7 separate regions of the Mus musculus genome follow, and regions 2, 3, 4, 5, 6 and 7 are each linked to region 1. Evidence: chromatin contacts called from public HiChIP or PLAC-seq, Micro-C and promoter capture Hi-C data. All regions are on one chromosome and are shown on one strand. Each heading gives the region's core, a stretch centred on a gene start, on an enhancer-like site or on the middle of the called end of the contact. The rest is flanking DNA. Distances are from core to core; before and after follow the strand shown. Region 1 holds the start of Mrc2 (mannose receptor, C type 2). Region 2 holds the start of Smarcd2 (SWI/SNF related, matrix associated, actin dependent regulator of chromatin, subfamily d, member 2). Region 3 holds the start of Ftsj3 (FtsJ RNA methyltransferase homolog 3 (E. coli)). Region 4 holds the start of Strada (STE20-related kinase adaptor alpha). Region 5 holds the start of Limd2 (LIM domain containing 2). Region 6 holds the start of Map3k3 (mitogen-activated protein kinase kinase kinase 3). Region 7 holds the start of Taco1os (a long non-coding RNA gene).

The links. Promoter capture Hi-C pulls out the DNA fragments that hold promoters and counts their contacts. A called contact is a pair of places that touch in the nucleus more often than the background predicts. HiChIP or PLAC-seq counts read pairs in DNA pulled down with a chosen protein or histone mark.
Region 2: a promoter capture Hi-C map of hippocampal neurons shows a contact between it and region 1, with 3 times the contacts expected there. The contact joins the promoter of Smarcd2 here to the promoter of Mrc2 in region 1. A contact is called at or near these places in 5 of 39 promoter capture datasets (cranial neural crest, embryonic stem cells, frontonasal cranial neural crest and 2 more) and 2 of 115 datasets of contacts at active chromatin or transcription factors (the NIH/3T3 cell line and astrocytes).
Region 3: a contact with region 1 is called in an H3K4me3 HiChIP or PLAC-seq map of fetal liver, with 4 times the contacts expected there. The contact joins the promoter of Ftsj3 here to the promoter of Mrc2 in region 1. A contact is called at or near these places in 5 of 39 promoter capture datasets (cranial neural crest, embryonic stem cells, hippocampal neurons and 1 more), 6 of 115 datasets of contacts at active chromatin or transcription factors (the NIH/3T3 cell line, embryonic forebrain, embryonic stem cells and 2 more) and 2 of 9 other capture datasets (embryonic stem cells and pancreatic islet).
Region 4: a contact with region 1 is called in a Micro-C map of embryonic stem cells, with 5 times the contacts expected there. The contact joins the promoter of Strada here to the promoter of Mrc2 in region 1. A contact is called at or near these places in 4 of 39 promoter capture datasets (cranial neural crest, hippocampal neurons, liver and 1 more), 1 of 484 Hi-C or Micro-C datasets (embryonic stem cells), 4 of 115 datasets of contacts at active chromatin or transcription factors (the NIH/3T3 cell line, astrocytes and embryonic stem cells) and 1 of 9 other capture datasets (embryonic stem cells).
Region 5: a contact with region 1 is called in a promoter capture Hi-C map of embryonic stem cells, with 6 times the contacts expected there. The contact joins the promoter of Limd2 here to the promoter of Mrc2 in region 1. A contact is called at or near these places in 8 of 39 promoter capture datasets (the 3T3-L1 cell line, cranial neural crest, embryonic stem cells and 3 more), 1 of 484 Hi-C or Micro-C datasets (embryonic stem cells), 5 of 115 datasets of contacts at active chromatin or transcription factors (embryonic forebrain, embryonic limb bud, embryonic stem cells and 2 more) and 1 of 9 other capture datasets (embryonic stem cells).
Region 6: an H3K27ac HiChIP or PLAC-seq map of embryonic stem cells shows a contact between it and region 1, with 8 times the contacts expected there. The contact joins the promoter of Map3k3 here to the promoter of Mrc2 in region 1. A contact is called at or near these places in 14 of 39 promoter capture datasets (the 3T3-L1 cell line, 3T3-L1-derived adipocytes, cranial neural crest and 6 more), 1 of 484 Hi-C or Micro-C datasets (embryonic stem cells), 16 of 115 datasets of contacts at active chromatin or transcription factors (the NIH/3T3 cell line, astrocytes, craniofacial prominence and 9 more) and 1 of 9 other capture datasets (embryonic stem cells).
Region 7: an H3K4me3 HiChIP or PLAC-seq map of embryonic forebrain shows a contact between it and region 1, with 6 times the contacts expected there. The contact joins the promoter of Taco1os here to the promoter of Mrc2 in region 1. A contact is called at or near these places in 13 of 39 promoter capture datasets (the 3T3-L1 cell line, cranial neural crest, embryonic stem cells and 5 more), 8 of 115 datasets of contacts at active chromatin or transcription factors (the NIH/3T3 cell line, astrocytes, craniofacial prominence and 5 more) and 2 of 9 other capture datasets (adipose tissue and embryonic stem cells).

What each region holds. Positions count from the first base shown.
Region 1 is chr11:105,290,970-105,294,088 of GRCm38.p6, forward strand. Mrc2 (mannose receptor, C type 2) reads left to right here and starts at 1,677. Exons shown (of 30, transcript NM_008626.3): 1 at 1,677-1,932. The coding sequence starts at 1,818.
Region 2 is chr11:106,271,469-106,274,587 of GRCm38.p6, forward strand. Smarcd2 (SWI/SNF related, matrix associated, actin dependent regulator of chromatin, subfamily d, member 2) reads right to left here and starts at 1,504. Exons shown (of 13, transcript NM_001130187.1): 1 at 1,025-1,504. The coding sequence starts at 1,240. It also overlaps a transcript of Tcam1 not described here.
Region 3 is chr11:106,254,601-106,257,719 of GRCm38.p6, forward strand. Ftsj3 (FtsJ RNA methyltransferase homolog 3 (E. coli)) reads right to left here and starts at 1,484. Exons shown (of 21, transcript NM_025310.3): 1 at 1,161-1,484; 2 at 985-1,077; 3 at 720-825; 4 at 186-232; 5 at 7-86. The coding sequence starts at 1,051. It overlaps Psmc5 (protease (prosome, macropain) 26S subunit, ATPase 5), which reads left to right and starts at 1,585. Exons shown (of 11, transcript NM_008950.1): 1 at 1,585-1,614; 2 at 2,248-2,319. The coding sequence starts at 1,591.
Region 4 is chr11:106,191,937-106,195,055 of GRCm38.p6, forward strand. Strada (STE20-related kinase adaptor alpha) reads right to left here and starts at 1,667. Exons shown (of 13, transcript NM_001252448.1): 1 at 1,530-1,667.
Region 5 is chr11:106,158,620-106,161,738 of GRCm38.p6, forward strand. Limd2 (LIM domain containing 2) reads right to left here and starts at 1,557. Exons shown (of 5, transcript NM_172397.4): 1 at 1,432-1,557; 2 at 729-823; 3 at 543-587; 4 at 316-455; 5 at 1-214. The coding sequence starts at 770. The coding sequence ends at 55. It overlaps Gm10840 (collagen alpha-1(I) chain), which reads left to right and starts at 769. Exons shown (of 2, transcript XM_030246469.1): 1 at 769-839; 2 at 1,141-2,540. The coding sequence starts at 769. The coding sequence ends at 1,942.
Region 6 is chr11:106,083,057-106,086,175 of GRCm38.p6, forward strand. Map3k3 (mitogen-activated protein kinase kinase kinase 3) reads left to right here and starts at 1,531. Exons shown (of 16, transcript NM_011947.4): 1 at 1,531-1,877. The coding sequence starts at 1,874.
Region 7 is chr11:106,064,453-106,067,571 of GRCm38.p6, forward strand. It overlaps Taco1os (a long non-coding RNA gene), which reads right to left and starts at 1,589. Exons shown (of 3, transcript XR_003949781.1): 1 at 1,430-1,589; 2 at 1-844. Taco1 (translational activator of mitochondrially encoded cytochrome c oxidase I) reads left to right here and starts at 1,639. Exons shown (of 5, transcript NM_027346.2): 1 at 1,639-2,066. The coding sequence starts at 1,796.

The sequences.
Region 1 (3,119 bases), core at 427-2,926:
TGGAAGAGGGATCCGATTGATTCTGTCCCAGAAGCATCCTGTATTTAGGCTGCTCAGATAGGGAAGTGCAGCTCATCCATAGCTGGCAGGTTCTCAAATCCCTCAAGGATGACAAGACTTGTAAGGAGGGAGGTGTCAGGAGAAGACAGCCCTAGCATAGCCAGCTGTGTACAGGACCTTAGGATCCCAAGACATGTCAAACCAAGAAGAGAGGCTCCATGGGGCCAGTGAAGCTGTGAACACTTTCCAGAAGCCAATCTGCAACCCTGCTCAAGTTAGCCTTAGGGTAAGGGGTTTTGTTCACTTGGCTGACAGTCAGGGCTGTGGCTAGCAGAACCTTTCCAGGGGCCTGCAGGTGCTCCTTTTGGGGACCTGCAATCAGTGGGCTATATTAAGCCAAGAATCTCAGTTGGCAGAGTTCAGAAGGGCTAAGGTGGAGCCTCCCTGGAGCAGAGCCTTTATTGCAGAGATACAGAAAGAGTACCTACAACAGGAGTCATGAAAAGTCATGTTTGTTATTTCAAAAAAAAAAAAAAAAAAAAAAAAAAAAGCCCCTCAGTGGCCAGTCCAGGAAACAATAAAACTTATATTACAGTTTTACAGTGTTTTGATCTCTTGTGATGGGAGAAGGTGAGTCTGCTTTGTGCTGTTGGACTCCAGAAATCTCAAGCCTGTTCTCAGCTGGAGCTCCCAAGCATCACTTTCAAGACTGGGAAATCAGAGGTTAGGTGTCGGCTGCTCTCCAAAATCCAGATTCTCAGCCCAGTGCTTTGCTCTGCCATCTGACCTGTTGCATAATGCTAAGTAACTGGATTGTCTTCATGAAATTTCCGTTTTGTTCTTTGCTACCGGCCAGCAGCCCAGCTGGTGGGAATGATGTAGGTCTTCTGGGACATCCAGTGGACCGCTTTTGTCCCAGGTCTCTGGATACAGCGGCCCCTATCAACTCAAGTGTTACATTCTTTGTGCCAGGGACACTGACACAGGAGTCACACATGCTGAAACAAGATGATCAAGAATTGTTTGCGCTGCTCACAAGCAACAGGAGCTCTACCTTCCCCTCCCCCAACCTCCGCACGGGTGGCGCGGAGTTCTGAGCTCCTCCTCTTCCCCATCAGAAATAGGGGAGGGGGGTCTTAGGAAAGGAAATAGCTGATGCTCAGCGCCTAAAACCTGGCAGAAGAGGCTGGATGGAGGGGATGCTGGGGGCCCAAGACTGGCCACCTGAGTCAGTCGCGCATCCCATCCTTCGGCTGGCCAGGCCTCGCAGCAGCCCAGGCTTCGCCACGCGGTGAAGTTCTGCGGAAAGTTTTGCAGTTGCTTCGCCTCTCGCGCCAGCAGGAGAAGCTGTGACGCAGCGTCTGGGGCTCCAGGCCCGGTCTGAAAAGAGAGGGTAGACAAGGCGGGAAGGAATTAAGAAGCAGAATAGGGGAAGATAAAGAGCGCACACTGGGATCCTTGTGGACCTCGCTGATCCTCTTCTCCAGCCTTCGCCTCCTCTCCCTCCCGACACGCACTCCCTTGCGGCCGGGTCCCCAGCCCTGCGCCCCCGCGCCTCCTCCGTCCCCTCCCACGCTGCCCGCTTCCCTTCCCCTCTGCCCCTCAAACCCTCCTCCAGGGTTCTGCGCTCCTCCCTCCGCCCTCCCTCTGCGGGGCCTGCCTCCTCCCTCCTCCTCTCCGGGAGGCATCACTTCGTCCGGACCCGGAGGAGGATGCGATCCCCTCGCCGGCGGTCATCTGAGCACAGCGCTAGGGCTGTCTCTGCACGCAGCCCTGCCGTGCGCCCTCCGTACTCTCGTCCTCCGAGCGCCGCAGGGATGGTACCCATCCGACCTGCCCTCGCGCCCTGGCCTCGTCACCTGCTGCGCTGCGTCTTGCTTCTCGGGGGACTGCGTCTCGGCCACCCGGCGGACTCCGCCGCCGCCCTCCTGGGTAAGGCGCTGCCAACTTGGCCAACTTCGGGAGTCGGGCCTCTTGACTTTTCCCTCCTTTTTTTCTCCCATCTTTTCTGAAGAAGTGCGTGCGTGCGTGTGTGTGTGTGTGTGTGTGTGCGCGCGCACGCGTGTGTGTGCGTGTGTGTGTGTGTGTGTGTGTGTGTGTGTGTGTGTGTGTGTGTGACTGGATTTTTTAAATTCGTCTCCACTTTTCTGGGAGCAAGGGAGGAGATGGGAGGAGGAGCGCGCCTGGAGGTGGGGGAGGACCTGAGTGGAACCAGATGTGGCAGGCGGCGGGGGAGGGGAGCCAAGGCACCGCGGCCTGGGAGGGAGAGGGAGGGCTGGTGTCCGGGCCACCCGGACCCCCGGCGCTCGCCCCGCGCTGGTCTGGGTACCTTGATATACAACCAGAGAGCCAGAGGCGCATTGTTTCTTACTCTGTACGTGAGGGGTCAGTCTGTTCAGCGTCTGGCAATGGGGTCTTTATGTTTTCTTACTTGGTCTTTAAGGACAGCTTGTGGCAGAGGACTTATGCACCGTTCGATCGTAACCCTGTGGAACAGTTTTGTGCCAGGAGAACCGAATGCGCGTGCGTGCGTGTGTGTGTGTGTGTGTGTGTGTGTGTGTGTGTGTGTGTGTGTTCGTTTCTCACTTTGTGTGTTCAATTCTGATCAAATTGGCACTTCTCCAGAGTGGACAGTCTTTGGTGCAAAAGAGTTTCTAAAGATACAAACCACAACCCACAGAAGACCAACCACACAAGCCCCCCAAACTGCACCCTTCTCTTTTCTGTATGTTTTTTTTTGTTGTTGTGTTGTTGTTGTTGTTGTCGTCGTCGTCGTCGTTATTTTAGAACTATCTGAAATGTGAGGTCAGACAGGTCCCTCGACAAGAACCTGAACACTCATAAACATTGATAGGGTAGATCTTGGGGGGCAGAGGCACTCAGAATTTTAAAAAATGTGCTGGGTGTTGCCTCCACATCCCCTTTTTATGTTTAATTGGGGGCTGGGTCAGCGGAAAGGGATGGGACAGCAGCTGCAGCTTTGTGCTAGGACTAGAGGGCCCCCTGAAGAGTCTGAGGCCTTTGCGGTGGCCTGGTGTGCTGTGGGCATTTGCTGAGGGGAAAGGTAGGGTCAGGGTGACCCACAGTTACATAGGAGCCTCCTCTGCCCTTCCCTCCCA
Region 2 (3,119 bases), core at 254-2,753, 980 kb after region 1:
AGGAGGTGCAGCTCCCTGATACAGCAATCGTCTGCCACGTGCAAAGCCCTGCCTGGATTCCATGCTCAGCACCAAAATGCAAAAGCAAAACAAAATTCCCAAACATTCTGGAGCCACTTGAACCAGAGCTCTGGGGAATGAGGAGCGCCACATGCAGAATCAGGCTGAGTTCCCAATGCACTGACCACGGGTCCTGTCTCTGCTTGTCAATGGCCTTTGATGCTGCAACCTGAGACAGCTCTCTGCCAAGACAGAAGGGTCAGGGCAGTACCCTGTGCAGCCCAAGACCAGCAGGACTCCACAAAGCCTCCCTGCTCCTCCAAACTTTACTGGACACTGGCATCAAGAAGGAAAGCCCCGTACAGAGGATATCTTGAATGGTCTGTTAATGGGATCGGGCCTTCTTCAGACCTGGACACAGCTATTTCTAATCTATCCTGGAGTTATCTGGGCCCAATCTCTTTAGTCTCCCATTTCGTAGGAAGCCTGGCTTCCTTCCTCCTCAACTTGAGCAGCTGGGAGCCATCTCAGACATACTAACGCTCTGCCAGTTCCCAACTAGGAAGAAAAAAAAAAAAAAAAAGAAAGAAAGAAAGCCAAGGCAGAGATGCAGTGGGACCGAGGCCAAAGAAAGAGTAACCCTGTTTTCTCACTAACGACCCTCTTCCAAATTTTCCTCACCACATCCCGGGTCACTCCCTCACCTCCACTCCGGGACCTGTCTTACACTTTCAACCTGATTGCCCACAATTCTCTAGATCTCACGAAGCCTCCATCTCTAAGTTACTCGGAGCCAAGAAGCCCCGGGACTCCTCTAACTGCTCAAGCCCTCCACCGCAGAGGGCTTTCACCCTTTCCCCAACACTGCCTCCAACCCCGAGCCACTAACCAAGGGACTCTGGCCTGCCCGCCACCAGCCCTCGACAGTTCCTCCTGCAGTGTCCCCTGGGCCGCCTGTCCTCACCTGAGGCCCCAGGGAGACCGACACAGCGCCCTCGCGGCGCCGCTCGCCTGCCCTCCTCACCTGGTACTGCGCCGCGGGGCCAGCGGGGCCCATGGGGCGGAAGGCGGCGGCCCCCGGTACCCCCATGCCTCCAGAAGGCCCCGGGCCCCTGAGCGCCGGGCTGGGCAGCATTCCGGGTCCCGCAGGCGGAGGCGGCGCACCAAGGGCCGCGGCAACGGCGCCGCCGCCGGGGCTCAGCGGAGGCAGCGGGAACCCGCCCGCGCCACGGCCGGACATCACTCTGTCCCGTCCCGCGGTGCAGCGATCCGGCCTCCGGTCTCCGTGTTGAGTCCGCTCCGCGAGCTACGTTCCGCGATCCGGGACTTCCCGATTTTACTACCGGGTTCCGGGATCTTCTACTCCAAGTTCGCAAGTTCTTTGCAGCCCGGCTTTAGGATCCCGCGGCCCCTCTGACTCCGCTCCTGCCAGGGATACTCCAGATCCGGGATGTGCCGCGAGCCCGCAGGCCTCTCCCGGCCTCCGGAGGTTTGATCGCCGGAGTCCAGTTACCCAGAGGCGGTTACGAACTCCCAGCCCCGCCCAACCTAGACCCTGCAGGCCCCGCCCCTGCCCGGCAACCCAATCGAGAATGCCTCTTTAAATCCCGCCCTCGCGAGACCCGCCTCAAACCAGCACCTCCCATAACTGACGGCCTTAGAGCCCCGCCCTTGGGGGAGGCGGCCTTTTCCCGGAGGAGCGGGAGCGGAAGCTGCACGCGGAAGCGCGGAGGAGAAAGGCGTGGGGTCAGAGTTCGAAGGTCGCGTAGGGCCGTCCGAACTGTTAGGTGTTTGCTGTTTGCTCCGTAGTGCTGCTGCCTCGGCGAGATCCCCGATATGGCCCATCCAAAACAGTTCCGTCAATTCTGCGTCTTCAAGCCTTAAAAATAAGCGATCCGCGGCGGGAAAGCCGCCAACCACTTTTTAAGAGCCCATCTCGGGGCCGGTGGCATAAGGCACCCCACACCCACCCACCCATCTACCCCCAGAAGCCTGTATTGGTTGCTCCGCGCTTCCAAGGACATGGGCGGCCCCAGACGTGACCCAGCTGAGTGAAAGCTTGGCTTGGCCCAACTCCGAGTACTTAACTGCACTAACTTGCCCGTGCCTTTCTTTAAGGAAGCCTGGTAATTCGCAGAAAATGTTTTTAGGTGAAGGGATTTTGCATGCTGAGAGAACTCCAGGTACTGAAATAAGTTTTATCCAGTTTGTATAGGACTTAGTTTTGAAAAGTTGAGAATCAGCCGGGCGTGGTGGCAAACGCCTTTAATCCCAGCACTTGGGAGGCGGAGGCAGGTGGATTTCTGAGTTCAAGGCCAGCCTGGTCTACAAAGTGAGTTTTAGGACAGTCAGGACTACACAGAGAAACCCCGTCTCGAAAAACCAAAAAAGAAAAGAAAAGTTGAGAACCTTTTCAGAAACCACTGGCTTCGGCTATGTTATAGACCTACCCTCTGTCAATGTGGTATCTCCTACCCACGGTATAGAATAGTGCTACTTAACTAGGCACTGAAAATCCTCAGAATCAGGTTGGGGGTGTAACTCAGGTTATAGCGTGCACAAAGCCCTGGGCTTGAACCCCAGACTGCATCAACTACATGGTGGTGCATCCTCAAAATCCCAGCACACAGGAGGAGGCAGGTGGGCCAGAAGTTCAGGATGGTTCTCAGCTGCATCACCAGTTGATTCTACAGGAGACCCTATATCAGAAGAAAGCCGAGCTTTTTGTTAAAATGTGGTTTATGGTTCAATGAAATGGGGGCAGGGTACAAGATTCTGTATTTCTTTTTTGGTTTTTCAAGATAGGATTTCTTTGTGCAGCCCTGGATGTCCTGGAACTAGGTCTGTAGACCAGGCTGGCCAAAGATGACATAGGCTTTGGTCTTTTGACTAAACTGCTTTTGTTAACTTGTCCAATAAAGAGTTGTCCTGTAGGTGGGTTGATCTCACTTGTGTGCCACAAAGCTTTTGAGCTTTCAGAGATGGTAGCAGGTCCCAAAAATGTCAGGGAAGCAGGGTCTCGAGACCAAAGCCAGCATGAATTACTTATATGAAAAGTAAGGTCTGGATCAGTTACCTAAGACTGTCTGGGCAGAGTGAAGGCTCAGTTACCTAAGAAC
Region 3 (3,119 bases), core at 234-2,733, 960 kb after region 1:
TATTACCTGCCTACAGCGTTCTGTTGTGATATCCTCCTGGAGAGTCACCACATTGGGGAGAGGCTTGATTGGAACGAGGTCCACTCCTAAAAGATGTTAACTCAGTATTACAGGGTGGAGGAAGATGTAGGACAAAATTAGTACCTAACCCACCCCTCCCCCTCAAATACCCAAGAGTCACCCACCTACAATAAGACTGGATACAGGCATAAACTTGGCAGCCACCTGCAGCCTGTGAAAGAGACAGATTTAAATACCTTTCATCCTCCCTTGGCAAGGTGACTTCTCATCCCCTTAAGAGGCACCTGTTAAGTGTAGTGGCCAAATGTCTATGCATACATTCAAGAAGCAACCTGCTGGGCATGGCAACACAGGGCTGCATTACCAGCCACTAAGGAGGGCAAGAGATTAAGACCAAAAGTTCAAGGCCATCCTTGGCAATTTTTCAGCGTCCCTGTCTCAAAATAAAGCAATTGGAGATATAACTCGGTGGTGGAGGGGCTGCCTAGCATGAGTTAAGTCCTTAGCATGAGTTAAGTCCTTAGGTTCAGTACCACAAGAGGGGGAAAATGACGCTCCCTTCCAAAATTTGAGAGAGACACATACTATGGAATATTTAATCTGAATTGTGTAATCGGATTCCCATCCTCCCCGAAAAGCAACTCAAAGCCAACCAGTGCCAGGAACGTGTCATCATAGCAGCCCCTGCCAAACGTTACCATCCGCCAGGCGCAGCACACAGGTCCAACAAGGCCCGGGCTTTCTGCAGGAACTGAAAGCGGCGATTGAGCTGGATCAGTTTGAAGGCAGAGCGCGAACGATAACCTGGATCGTGGAGAGTGGGTGTATAAGGCAATACCGTCTACGGAGGCCTTTCCCAGGAGGAAAGCCTCACAATCCCATAACCCCCTCGAAGGAAAAGGAACTCGGGACTAGAAGAAGCGAAAAGACGGGGATGTTGTTCCTCAGCGCGAACCCACTCACCAGTCTCCTTGGCCAAGTGATAGAACTTGTCCCGCCGGCTCTTGCCTACTTTGCCTTTCTTGCCCATGGCGGGATGGGGGAGTATCACTCACTCTGGGGAGAAAGAAAAAGGTGAGATCGTCTTTCCGAGCACTGGATCTCGCTTCGGTTCCTCAGGCGGTGGAGCAATCACTTACCCAGACGTTAGATAGCCCTTAACTCCGCAGGTTTTCAACTCTTAGGAAGCAGCACATGTAGGCAGTAATCGTACTTCCGCTTCTGCGCGCGTTTCCTACATTCCTGGCGTCATGATTTCCGCCATTTTGAGTGTGGCCAAAATTTTTTTGTCAGCAGGCCTTACAAGTTAAAAGTAGAGGCTAGGAAGTAGAGTGCAATAACTCGTATCCTAAACGCTAGGAAGCATCAACCAGAAGTTCTATATCTCTTCACAAAACTAGTGACCTCCAGTAGAGCCTCTACTAATACAGCCACTGTGTTTGTATCGCCACACACCCCGCCCATTGACCCGGAACTGTTCTCGGTGGTGACCCAGGGCGCATGCTTTCGCCTCCGCGCCTGCGCGATAGAGTGACTTGGATGCCGGCGATCCCTGCCGAGAGAGGGAAGATGGCGCTTGATGGGCCAGAGCAGGTAAGGATTCTGCCGCGGCGGCTGGGCGGCATCCAAGCTGAGTGTGGAGTGCACAAAATCTGAAGTGAGGGGTGGCCACGAGCGAGAGGGTCCAGTGGATCAGGGGTGGGTGGATCACGTCAGACCGGACTCTGCCTGGGACTGGATCTGCTGTGTCAGCGCCGCCCTGAGGAAAGCAGGACAGGGGTGGGTGGAAACTGAATGAAGCTGGCAAGCCGGAATGGCCTGGGCTTCGACCTGGACTTGGTCCCTCTGTTCTGCCTTTGTCTGTAGTAGTTAAACCCTGGGGATGTGTAGCTCTAGCCACAGGGCAGTGCGCTCGGTGGGTATATGGCCCCTTGAGACTCCTAAAAGTCCTCGAAGGTAGGCGGTAATTGCATCCTTGTAGTGGATTCAGAAATGAAGGCTTAGAACCAAGAACTAAGCCTCCGAAGTTCAAACACACAGACCTCGCCCATCGAGATACCAGTTTCTGAGGAAAAGGGAATGGTATTTTCCTGACCTTGTTTCTTAAGCTATATGGTAGAGTGCCTCGAAAATACTTTGGCTTTACCCTTTAGTACTTTATGCCTTTTCTTTTTCTTTTCTTTTCTTTTCTTCTTTTTTTTTTTTAACACTTACACTTGTCTTCAGATGGAACTGGAAGAGGGGAAGGCAGGCAGTGGACTCCGTCAATATTATCTGTCCAAGATTGAAGAACTCCAGGTGAGTACAGACAGCAAAGGGAGCTAGTGGAGGACGGGAGCTGGTAGGTGCAGATTTCTCTGTGTCCTTTTTCCACTGGGAGTGCAGCAAAGAGTTCTTTTCCAATGTTGTTCGTTTGCAGCTCTTTGCTTGTCTGTTTCTTATGTGTATATGTATATATGCCTGCGTAAGCTTATGTGTATCACATATATACAGATGTCTGTGCAAGTCAGAAGAGGGCAGTGGATCCCCTGAAACTTGAGTTACGTACAAATAGTTATGAGCTACTACAGGTGCTGAGAACTAAACCCAGGCCCTCTGCAAAAGCAGTAAGAAACCCTCTTGACTGCTGAGCCATCTCTCCAGCTCCTTTGTAGTCAGGAGGTACCAAGCTGTGTAAGGTAGATTGATAATCTCTTTGATGGGAATAGTGTTTAGTTAGGATTTTTTGTTTGTGTGCTTGCTTGCTTGCTTTTCCAGGTTTTTCGTTTTATGTGTTTGGGTGTTTTGCTTGCATCCAATGTCTGTGCCCTACATTTGCCTGTGAAGGCCAGAAGACAGTGTAGGATGCCCTAGAAGTGGAGTTATAGAAAGTTGTGAGCGGCCATGTGGGTGCTGGGAATCGAACCCAGGTTCTCTAGAGGAGCGGCTGGCTCATTTATCCACCTCTCCGGGCCCAAGAGTCAAATATTACACCTGTAAGGTTGCCACTCCAGAGCCGAGGCAGGAGCAGTGTTTTGAGTTTGAAGCCAGTCTGGATTACGTACAGCCCTGTCTGGAAAACAAAACCACCTACAGAGGAACCACTGGCCAAAGGTGGG
Region 4 (3,119 bases), core at 417-2,916, 900 kb after region 1:
CAGTCTATTGTTGACACTCAGTACCCTCTATTACAGCAGCGCTCCCACTAACCACCTACATTCCTCACCTTAGCTTTTTCCCCTCAAGGCAAGGTTTCTCTGTGTAGCCTTGGCTGTCCAGGAACTCACTCTGTAGATGAGGCTGGCCTCGAACTCACAGAGATCCGCCTGCCTCTGCCTCCCGAGTGCTGGGATTAAAGGCATATACCATCATGCCTGGCTCTCACATTAACTATTACACTTACCAATGTGTGTATATGTATGTATATATGTGTATATATATGTATGTGCTTGTGTGTGTATGTATGTATATATTTATGTGTGTACCTGTTTCTATGCTTGGTGAAGCTAAAGGACATTGTGTATTCTACTCTATCACTCTGGACACAGGCTGACAGCCAGCAAGCTCTGGTGTTTCTCTTGTCACAGGCTCATGGCCACACATGGCTCTCTACATGAGTTCTGGAGACGGCAGCATATCTTCCTATCTACAGAGACACCTCTCCAACCACCCAACCATACTATCGCCTCATTATCTCTCCCACTACAACAGGTACCGATAGGAGAATTCACTTGTTCTGACAGACTTTTTTTTCTTCTATTTTTACCGCTGGTCCTCCAAACTTTATGTCGGAGGTCACAACTATAAACCCAGCCAAAAAATCTTCTAAGAAACCTAATTAAAGGGTGAAGAGAGTTGACCAGTTTCCGTACTATAACTAATGGTTAAACTATTAAGTTCCTGCACTACGGCAGAAGCAAGTTAGCAATTTTCTTTTTGGTAGTGTGGAGAATGGAAAGCAAGTCCGCACTGATGTTAATCAAGAACTCAGGCGCTGAGCCACGCCCACAGTCTCAAATTTGGTTAATCAACCCTCAAGGATCTGAGTCAGTCTCAGGTGTTGGGTACCTCCGGATAAGGTTATCAACTATCATGAAGACCCATCCAAACACTGGAACATAGTTCTACTTCAACGGGTATTTCAGTAAGACCGAGTCCAACCGTCTGGGAGAAAGGGGTCAAATTGAAGTACCTTAGGGTCTTAGCAGAAGACTGAGTTGAGAAGTTATCTATTTCCTAAAATTATGAACAATTTTATTTAGCCACTCCCCTTCTGTCATGCTCACTCTCCGCCACCATACTCGGTCCCCAAAACTGCTGGGACACTTAAGACAACACATTTAGAAACTCTTCGTTTTGACCAAAGCAGAGAATAGCTCTGATCTTGCTTCCGTATGAGAACTCAACCCCATTTGGAAGCCCCGGAAAAGGTGGGGAGGCCATGCGGTAGCTAGCCTCTCCGGTCCGGCAACTCTGCTCAGCATCTCCCCAGCCAGGCCCAAGCCTAATTTTGCTCTCAGGCTGTAACCTCAATGCGGGAACCCAGAACCCAGGTTAAATGAGGGCCAGAGGAGGGCGAGGGTGAGCCGGGATGGCCACTTGAGGCTCACCCCCGAGGACACGGACTCGGAGTCTGGCAAGAGGGATTATCCCTGGGAGCGCACCAGGCGGCTCCGCCACCGGGTACCTGGTCTAGGAGTCAGAGCGCAGTACCGACTCCGTCTCGGCTCCGCCTCCTCAGTTTTGTAGCCGCGCTGCCGCCAGGCCGGTTGCTGGGAGGGAGGTACGCAACGTGACATGCGCAGTGGAGGGACCCAGGGAGACTGGCCGAGCCTCGCCCCTCCCCTTCACGGAACAAGCCCCTCCTACTCCCGCCCCACGGAGGAAGTCCCGCCCCTCCCCTACGGAGAAGCCCTGCTTTGCCCCACCCAAGAAGGGAGCTCCGCCTCTTGCCTCCAGCAGAGGAAGTCCTGCCTTGCCCGGTTCTCAGAAGATGCTCCGCCTTACCCCCTGCCCACTAAGGACTCTGCTTCGTCTCGCCTCGCTTCACCCCACCCATCCCAGTGGAGGAAGCTCCGCTTTTCCCCAGAGAGAGCTTCTGCTTCCATCCCACGTTACCGTTACCGGACATGCTAGACCCGCAGTCGCTTCGTCAGGGAGAGAGTTATTAACTAGTCTTTTTTCCCCTTTGCTGAGGTCGTTCCTTATCTAGGACGAAGGCAGGTTTCCCCACGTATGTGGAAGCGAAAGACCTTGTCATTGTTGCAGTTCCAAAGGACCCTAGAGTCTCCCTCGAGTCTCTGTACCCCTCCTAACCCAGCAGCAAGAAAAGGGGCAAGGGCTAACTATAGCTATTGACTTGGCTACCAGGGGTATTCCCACCCCTCATCCCACACTCTGCGGTTCCCAAATCCCAGGTGCCATTTCACCTGGTAGGACTCCAATTGAAAAACAAGTCTTTCTTGGGTCAGTCTCAGGCAATAGAACAACAAAGAGGAAACTTACCCTTTGTGCCCAAAGTTCCTTCTCCTTAAAGCACAGAAAATAGCTCAACTAAACGAGAGCTATGGTTTGTTTTTTGTTGGGGTTTTTTTTTTTTTTTTTTTTGTCCCTAAGTGCTTCATAACTATTTTTTGGTAGTGAGGTATTTTTGAGATAGTGTCGCATGTAGTCTGGACTGGCCTTCAGATCAGCTTCCCTCTGCCTCTGCTGGGATGGGATTAAAGACTTGGTGGTATGTCCTCTATTAGCAGAAACCTGTGATGAGTTTGCCTTTATGAAAAAAGACAGCAGGGGCCAAACCATATAGGACTAATAAAATGAGGACTCCGTTTTATCATGAAGTGATTTTTAGTCACTTCAGTTACTGTGGAGTGAGGGCCCAATACATCTGTGTACATACTGTCAAGTAATGAATACTTGTTTTTTTTCCTGTCTCAGATTTATACCAGTCGACTAACTTCCAAGAATTTTAAGTTTGGCCACATCATACAGGAACTTGGAAACGCACACTACCCTCACCTGAAGATCTCAATGTTTTACACACAGCTGTAACCTTGCCTAGTGCGTTTAACATGCCAAATTTGTTCTCAGTCTCACCACATTTCATCATCAAACAAACATCACGAACTCACAAAAAGCAAGGGGACTGGAGGAAAATGCAGTTTCTGCCAGTTCACATGGTCTTTGGAATCCAGAATATTAGGGAAAGCAATACCTGAAAAGGTGTCAAGCTTCGGTTTTTATTTTTTCATATGTTGTGTGTGTACTTGTACTT
Region 5 (3,119 bases), core at 307-2,806, 870 kb after region 1:
TCCACTGCCCAGCGGGAGGCCATGTGCTGGGAGGGAATGGGTGTTAAAGGGGTCTCAGGCCGTCTTGGTGCCTGAGTCCACCTCCTTGTGGGCCCAGAGCTCCTTGTGCTGTTTACGACCAAACCCTTCATCGTAGTTGCCTTTACTCTTAAACAGCTGCTGAAAGTGAGGTCTGCAGTAAAATTCACCGTGCATTGCAGCATAACTGCCCAGGCTGTGGAAGCAGAGAACATCTGGGTCAGTCTGGGGCAGGGCGGGAAGGTAGGGTAAGGGTGGGCAAGTAGGTGGGCAGGCCGGGACAGGGCAGGAGCGCACCTGAGTTTGGTGTGGCAGTGTTTGCAACAGAAACAAGAGTTGTGGAAAATGAGCTTGTCTGCCACCAGCCGCTCCATCGGGTACACAGTCTTCTGGCAGGCTGCACAGGTCTCCTTCACCTGAGCCCGCAAGCTAAAGGACTGTGGAGTAGGAGCAGAGTACACTTAGCAAGAAGCCGGGTTAGCGCCGACCCTTTCCTCTGCCCACACCCACCCTTAGGACCCTACCTTAGACCGCTGTACCGTGCTGCTGCCACTGCTGCCTTTGGCTTCCTGGGGGAAGAGGAAGAGTCAGAGGGGTCAGCTCTCCGGTGGCCCAGCCCACATCCCAGGGGCACTCGAGGTGGCACAAGGTGCCAAGCAAACAAGCTGCTCTTGTCCCCTTGACTCCTCCCCACCTGGCTGGACACCTACATGAGAGGGGGTGGCCTGGGCGGCTCCGGCAGCTTGGAACATGGCTCTTCAGAGGTGCTTGGTGGCCCTGGAGGAGATGCCGAGCCAAGAGGGTTCTGCAAGGGGAAGTCAGTCAGTGGGGCCCCATGAGCCCTCCCCCACTCTGCAGGCTGGGGTGTTTTTAGGCAGGGGGTTGGGGGGCTGCGGTTGGGACTTTCCCTAAGTCATTTCCTGTTGCTCTGGGTCTTGCCACTTCCGCCCCTCACCCACCCCCAACAGCCTACCCGCCCCTCATACAGCCCCCAAGGGTTAGGGGGTCCCTGAGTGGAAACATATGTGGAGACAGAACAAAGTTAGCGAGAGTGGCCGGGGACAGGGGCTCCACGGTCTTTGCCTGTGGGAAGCACAGGCAGAGACCCCGCCTGGGATGAAGGGAGGTCAGCAGAGGTCTGGGCAGGGTACCGCCAGACCCGCGCGCCCCCTCACCGGGCTTAGACGTCCAGCCCCTAGACAGTGCTGGGCCCGACCTCCTGCCTGGCCAGGCTGCGCTGCCTCCCGCGCCCGCTCTTCGGGACCCCAGACCCCGAAACCCCACCCCACCACGAGCCGGCCCTACGGGACCGACGCGAGCCTCGGGATCCCCGCGAGCGCAACGCGCGAACCGCCAGGCGGCGTCGGCCCCGCAACGCTCCGCGCCCCTCCCCCCGGCCGCCGTGGGTCTCACCGGGCCCGGCCTGCGCCGCGGGGCGGGGGTCGGTCGCTGCGGGACCGCCTCGGGTGCAAGTGGCGCGGGCGCGAGCTGCCGCCGCTGCCAGTGGTCCCCGAGCGGCAGCCGCCGCCTCACCGCGGCGCCGCCCCCGCCGGCCCCCGCCCCGCGCCCGCCCATTGGCTCCGCGCGCCCGGGGCCGCCTCCGGGAGAAGCCGCCGCCGACCCCCCTCTGTGCTTTGTCTTTCCCTTGCTCGCCGTCCCCCCGCCTTTGTCTGCCCCCACATCGCTTTCACAGCCCGCGCTCTCCCGCCTCCCGGAGCCAACCTCCTCTGCCGCTCGTGGAGAAGGGACGACGGCGGGGACCGAATCGCAGATCTCGGGAGGAGACGAGTTCAGCCTGCGATCGACACGCAAGGCTCTTCCGGCGCGGACCTTCAGAAATGGCCTGGGCCTTTACTGCCTCGGTTTACCCGTTAGCCGTTGTGAACGCAGTCCCATTAGCTCCGCCCCCTTCTTGCGCTCTTAAGACCCAGTAGTTTGAGGCACCCCACTGTGGGGACTCGGGAGGCAGGTCCACTGGCAGCCACGGAGTCCTACAGAGGAAGATGGAGGCGGCTCGTAGTCCCTCCGTATACCCCGATGTTAGGCCAAGGGAGCCGGCGGTGGGCCCATGTCACTACTGAAGGGGTGTGACAGATCCGCTATCCGAGAACTGCAGCCTTGTGGTTTCCGAAATCACCAGCCCCCTTAAGCTCGACATCCTAAATGGTTTCTGTGACCAGATTTTGTGGGATTAGTAACCTCGGGCCTTGCCATGGCCCAGGTCAAGCCCCTATCTGAAAGGACCCACTTCCTTGCATCAAGCACACCTTGTTCCACCGAAGGGAGCAGAGAGCCATTTAGGCTGGAGTTGTTTAGAGAACAAAGTGCAACAAGAGCTGCTTTTGCCGCTCCGCCCCAGCCCACTGCACAGCAGGTTGAGGGGAAGGACTCTAGGCAGCAGCATCTAGGGCACAGACTTCTGCTGAGGGCTTTGCCTGAAGCCCAGCTGGAGACTGTCTTCACACAGCCCTCGGCGACATATTTCCACACCCCTGTAACAGGAATAAAACTGGTGGCTCTAGCGCAGGCCCACGCGTGTCAGGGAACAGAACAACTTACCGCCTCCTGCCTGGCAGGGGAACAGGGAGGCAGCAGGCAGCATCACCCATCCCCACCCGCGCCCCACTGTGGTGCTAATGCACCCACGCTGAGCTTCGCTTTTCTCCCTCAGCCTCAGGTCGATGTTTGCCTGCACTGAGGCTCAGCCTGGACTTCGTAATGGGTGTTCCTCCACAACTAGGGGTGACTCTTCCTAGGAAAAATTATCCACACCTATCATCAGATTCTCCAAGGGAGCTGTTTTGTACAAGAAGGGTGAAGCCCTTAGGGACACCAGGCAGCTGCTCCGGGGCACTGATTGGCAGCCCGCCCTGCTGGGACCATCTGTGGGCAGAGCTGGAGAAAGCTACCACAGTCAGCAGTTAGCTAGGAGGAGGAAGGATCGAAAGCAGCTAACTGTGGGCCCACGCCAGCGTTCTGAGTTCGAAGCCACCCAGGGCTACAAGTCATATCCTGGTACACACGGACACACACACAAAAAATTTTTTTAAGTATCTGAGAAAAAGTTGGGCAGGGGCTAGAAGCGCTGGAGTGTCACATGA
Region 6 (3,119 bases), core at 281-2,780, 790 kb after region 1:
AAAAAAACAAAAAAACAAAAAAAAAAGTTCCAGGACAGTCTAGGTTAGAGACTCTGTCTCAAACAACAAACACCTCGTACACACACACACACACACACACACACACACACACACACGAGAGAGAGAGAGAGAGAGAGAGAGAGAGAGAGAGAGAGAGAGAGAGGACAATAAAGTTAATAGTATGGGTTGAGAGTGGGGATGAAGAAAAAGAATTGCGTAAGACACTCCTTAAGAGATCTGATACTCCAAAGCCACCTCCTAAGGTAAGTGTTTCTAAATGACAACTGAAAATGGCATCAGATTTTTCTGGAATCTGAAATATGTCATTGGAACTGTCTCCAGAGAAAGGGAAGCCACACTAACTGTGGTAGAGTTGGAATCTTAAGACTGGGTGTATGAATTATTGAAACAATGGAGGTTGAAAAAGTTAATCACAATGCTCTTTTGAAAGATCACACAGCCAGTACAATTGTTTTGAGACAATATTTAGTGGCACAGGAAGCACAAAAGTGTAAGCACACCAGAAAACAATATGAAGTTATTTTTTGTCTAACGTTGCATATCTAGGTAGGAAATAGATAAAACTATCTTCAGGGTAGGGCTTTTCTTTCTGTTTTCCTGCACTTTTAAGTTTTCTTTTAAAAACGTGTCTCGCTTTTATAATTCTAAGAGCAAAACTTGTCCAAAAGCAACTCTAGCAGAACTCAGAATGTGGGGACCCACATTCCAGCACTAGCCTAGCCTTTGAAGACGGAGTATCAGGTGTGGCCTCGGAGGTCTGAGACCCAGGGGGATGAGAGAAGTAACAAGACCATCCCCCTGCCTGTAAGCCGAGGCTACTCAGGGTATCGCGCAGCTCAAGTAGCCTGAAAGCATCGAGCCAAACCTTCCCTGCCCAATCCGCGCCAGACACTTTGCCCCAGCAGGGGCCGGACACCTCAGCACCTCGAGGTCGCCAACAACCGACAACCATAGGGCCGAAGGTTTTCTTTTTCTGAGGGCCTCTACAGAAGACGACTTTGCAAGGCGCCAGGCCGGGGTAGCCGCCGAGGGGAACGGCGCCAGCCCGCGCGCCCGCCGAGGGTTCCGCAACTGAGCAGAGGGTTGTGGGCGGAGCCTCAAGCCGGAGCAGTGATTGGAGCAGCCCACACCTTGGCCAGAGAGGCTGAGAGCGCCAGCTAGCGACACTCCGCGGCGGGTACTCAGCGCTCTCTCCGTGATTGGCTAGGCGCGAGAGGACGGGCGCTGTCTCAGTGATTGGCAGGCTCTAGCCAGCCCTCGGAAATCGCCTTGACTTCGCCCATTGGCATCCTGTGAGAGTAGGCGGGATTGGTCCGTCGTGATTAGCTGGCGGATGAGAGTGAGGGCGTTGGGAGAGAGCGGGGAGGAGGAGGCGGGAGTATCTGACTTCCTCCTGGTTATTGGCTGGTAATGAGAGTGGGGGTAGTGCCAAGGCCCAGCGGCTGCATGCGATTGGCAGATGCTGGCATGAGTGACAGGCTGCAAGGCTTGCTGCGCGCCCAGCGGTTTGTTTTTCGGAGCGTTCCTGAGGTGGAGAACAGTGGCCGGTCGGAGCGTCTTCTGGACTTCAGGACTCGCAGGCGGCCCGGTCGAGTGGCGCCGCCGAGGCCGGGTTGGGCCGAGCCTGGGAGCGCCGGGGATGTAGCGGGCCAACCTGCTCATGCCACAGCGCCCGGCCGCGGCCGGAGCCGGAGCCTGGGGAGGCGGCGGGGGCCCCGAGCGCAGCCCACGGCCCCCGCGCGGAGCCAGGCCCGCTGCCGTCCCCGCCGCCCGCTCCCCCGGCATGCAGCCCCGGCTGCGGAGGTGACACTTCTGGGCTGTAGTCGCCACCGCCGCCTCCGCCATCGCCACCATGGGTGAGTACCGCCACCGCCCCGGCCTGTGCCCGCGCTGCTTCGCGACGCCCCGCCCCAGGCTGAGGGGAGGAGGACCCTGGGCCGCCGCCTGACAAGGCATGGACAGTTCGCCGGGCCCGGGGCTGAGGATCGCGGACCGCTCGCCTCTCCGCGGTGCCTCGATCGGGGCGCCGTTCTGGCTACCTCCGGGGGTGCCCTACCGGCCAAACCCACTCGGCAACTCTCTTTCCGGGCATGCGGCCGGCGTATCCCGGGGAGGGGTCTGCGGGACCGAGGCCCGTCGGGCGGCCCACTGCGGTCCCCAGCGAGCTGGCGCGCGAGCTTGAGGGTGGGGGAGCCGGAGCTCAGTGTGGGGCCGGGGCTGGAGCCTGGTGCAGGCCCAGCTGCTGTTGTGTCTTTTCCTTGATTTGCTTTTTTTTTTTTTTTTTTTTCCTGCCTGTGTCATTTCCTTCCCTTTGCTCACACAGGCTGGCCTGTGAGTTCCCGGGGCTTTGCTCTGGAGCTCTGTGCGCTCTCCTGCGCGGGGGAGGGGGACGCGGGGGGAGGGTATGCGGGGCATCCACTGCGACGCTATTCGACGCGGATCCCTGTTAGCAATAGCAGGCTTGAGAAATGCGAGCTGCGCTCCTCGCAGATTACTGGAAGTTAAGAATCCTTGAGCGCTGAGGGTTATAACTCAAACCCTACTTTTGGAAAAACCCGGCTTTTATATTTATCCTGCGCTACCCCTGCAACTATGTAACTTTTTGAAAGAGGCATTCGGTACATAAAAGGATCACTATGAAATCATTTCCTTTTTGTCAGTATTTGTAATTCTCCTGTGAAGATGTAATCTAAGAAAAGTTTTTTTAATGCCTTCTACAAAATATTTGAGCTGTTTTATATATATTTTGCATAATTTTGGTTCTTTATCAAAAAGTCTTGGACTTAGCTAAGGAATGTGTGACATTTTAAATATATTTTGCTTCCCCAGTTGGGGCAGGTATTGTGATGCTCATTTTCCTGGTCTCAATCAGGTTTTGCAAAAATATTTAGTATTATTCTAAGTCAGAAAGGGGTGAAATTTAGTGAAAGTCTCCTTTGCAGAAGTATTCATTGCTTGTGTGAGTGCTCCATAAGATGAAATGCTAATGTTTGTTTTGCCCTAAAGCAAGGTCAAGTCATTTTTGTAGGAGGTTTTGTGGGTGCAGTAGCAAATTGGCCAGATACTCGATTGTGGTGGAACTCCTTACTCTGGCTTTA
Region 7 (3,119 bases), core at 339-2,838, 770 kb after region 1:
ATAAATAAATCTTAAAAAAAAAAAAAAGAACTCAGGTTGTGCTTGGTGGCTGCCAGCTGCTATTCTGGAACTAGGAAGGAAACACAAGGATAATCTAACAGCTAACATAATGCCCTCCCATAGACATACATGAGAATGAAAGGTAAGTAGATTAATTTTGGACATATCCACTAAGAATATAAAATCTGGGGTCTGGAGAGATGGCTCAGTGGGTAGGAGCACTGACTGCTCTTCCAAAGGTCCTGAGTTCATATCCCAGCAACCACATGGTGGCTCACAACCATCAGTAATGAGATCTGATGCCTTCTGGTGTGTCTGAAGACAGCTACAGTGTACTTATGTATAATAATAAAATAAATCTTTTAAAAAATAATATAAAATCTGTGTCCGTGCCCTTCCCCTCATCCTGCTTATTCAAGGCCATTGTAGAAGGAAACAGAAAGTAAAGAACTTGCCCAAGGTTGCACTACTAAATGGCAGAAACACACTTTGAATTCATCCAGCCTAACTTTAGAGAGCAAGACTTCAAACTGCCTTCACACTGACCTGCTTTTTTAAATGTGTTACGCTCTTGAGACTTAATTCACCCCCCCCCTAGAGAGCTCTTAAAGAGTTTCAAGCAGCTGCTACATTATTTTTTCTTTATTTTTCCATAGTGTCCTTTTTCTCTTGTTTTCTCTGCCAAGAGAACCGATGGTGGAAGGGGCTGGAGAAATAGCTCAGCAGTTAAGGATATTGGTTGCCCTTCCAGAGGACCCAGGTTCAATTTCGATTCTCCATGTGACAGCTCACAACCATCAGTTCCAGGCTATCTTGATGTCAACCTTGGCGGCGGTTTCTTTATCTGTAAAATAAATATCTGAGAACACCAGGCACACATGTAGCGCACAGACATACATGCAGTCAAAACAACCATACACATATATTAAAAATACTTAAACTAATTTTAAAACAACAGATGGAAAACGAAGATAGCAGTTTGACTCAAAGGCTGGCCCGATCTTTTGTCCAGTATGGGTTGGCAAAACAGGCAATGCCATCCTTGTTTACAGAAATGAAATCTAAATCAGAAAGTTTTAAATGACTGGGCAAATCGCTTCTCGTCGGCTGGTGGGGTAGTGGCTTATTTTGTTTGGTTGTTTTTTTTTTTTTTTTTTGTCGTTGTTTGTTTTAATTAAAGTTTTTGCTTTTTTTTTTTTTTTGAGACAAAGTCCTAAGGTTTCCTTCGCCTCTTAAGTGCTGGAATCACAGACATGGCCTGCCACGCCCAGCATTTAGTACTTTTTTGTTTATTGCTTCCTTTTTTTAAACAGGCAACCTTGGCGGCGGTTTCTTTATCTGTAAAATGAACCGACTGAACTACATATTTCTTTTTCAACCAAACAATTCTTATTCTGGACTTGCTCAGTTAGGAAGGAAAGTCAGTCACCTGAATCTCTCCGGGAAGGTGATCTGTCGTTTCCAAGCAACCGGGAGCAAAGAAGGGTTGCGTCACTCCTGGCAGGGGCGGGGTTGGAACGAGTACCGCGAGGCAGCGGAACCAACTTTGCAGAATCCGGGAACGTCTTTTTGCGGCGGACCGGGCAAAGGAAGTGTACTGCACCATTTAGGGTCCCCGCGCCCGGCTCCTTCGCGGTCACTCAAGGCAGTGCAGCGTCAGGAAGAGCCGAACCTCTGAGTTTCTGGAGAGCTGTAGCAGCGGTCTGAACGTCCAGACCGGGTTGTTCCGGGGCCGGACTAGACGGGCTGATTTTAGCTGCTCATCTTTGCACCGCGCAGCCCCTTGTCGAAGCAGATGATGTCTTGGGCTGCCGCCAGCCTGAGAATGACCGCTGTCCCGTGCTTTCGTGTGCGATGCCTCGGGTTCCGCGTGGGTCCTTGGGGCGCCTCCCAGCATGCAAACCCCGGCTGTGGTGCAGCGCCACACAGGACGCTGCATGTCAGCGCGACGGCCTCGGCGGGACACAATAAGTGGTCTAAAGTCCGGCACATCAAGGGCCCCAAGGACATGGAAAGGAGTCGAATCTTCTCTAAACTCACTCTCAGTATCCGCCTGGCGGTTAAAGGTGAGAACCTGGTAGTCCTCACTGCTGGTCACTGAAGCTCTTTAGGTGCCTAAGGCTTCATTTAGGACCGTCCCCCCAACCCCCAGTTGTCATAATTGTCCTACTCATAACCCTCAAAGCACTTACTTACACTGGATATACCTGTTTTCCTTTTCAAAGACCTTCAGAGACCCGCCCTTAGATAAAAATGACTTCATCTAAGGGTATAGTTAGAAGGTACTTCATAGAAATACGCCTTAAGAAAGTGTGGCAGCGCGGCCGGCTTGCCCGATTTCCGCGAGTTGGTTCTGTCGGTGCCGGTCGCGGGTTCCCGTGTCGTTCCGGTCTTTTTCCGCTCCCGAACCTTTGTTTTATTTTGCCGGGCGAGGTGGCGCATGCCTTTAATCCCAGCACTCAGGAGGCAGAGGCAGGCGGATTTCTGAGTTCGAGGCCAGCCTGGTCTACAAAGTGAGTTCCAGGACAGCCAGGGCTACACAGAGAAACCCTGTCTCGAAAAACAAAAAACAAAAAACAAACAAACAAAAACAAAAAACAAAAAAAGAAAGTGTGGCAGAAGCCGGAGGCCTCGAACCAGACCAATAATTCATGGCAATGGACATTTGCAAGTGAAGCTGTTTGGACAAAAGAATATCCAGTGTGACACTCCACAACACCGCAGCTTCTGCTTCTACATCAGGGATGGGTTTGGTTTGGTTTTGTTTAGGGGAGGGAGACTGCAAGCGTGGAGAGGATGGATCTGGAGGGATGACAGGATCAGTGTGAGATTGGGGTGCATGATGCGAAATTCACAAAGAATCGATTTAAAAAGTTAAAGATATTTATCAAATAAAATGACTGGAAGAGGGAAAAGGAAAAAATAAAGCATAAAGAGTCAAGTCAGGGCTTGGAGAGATGGCTGGGCGGTTAAAAGCACTTGCTGCTCTTGCAGAGGACCTGGGTTTGTTTCCCAGCACCCATGTGACATCTAACAACTACCTTAAACTTCAGTTCCAAGGTACCCAATGTTCTCTTCTGGCCTCCTCAGGCACTGCATGCATCATGCATGCAAGCACA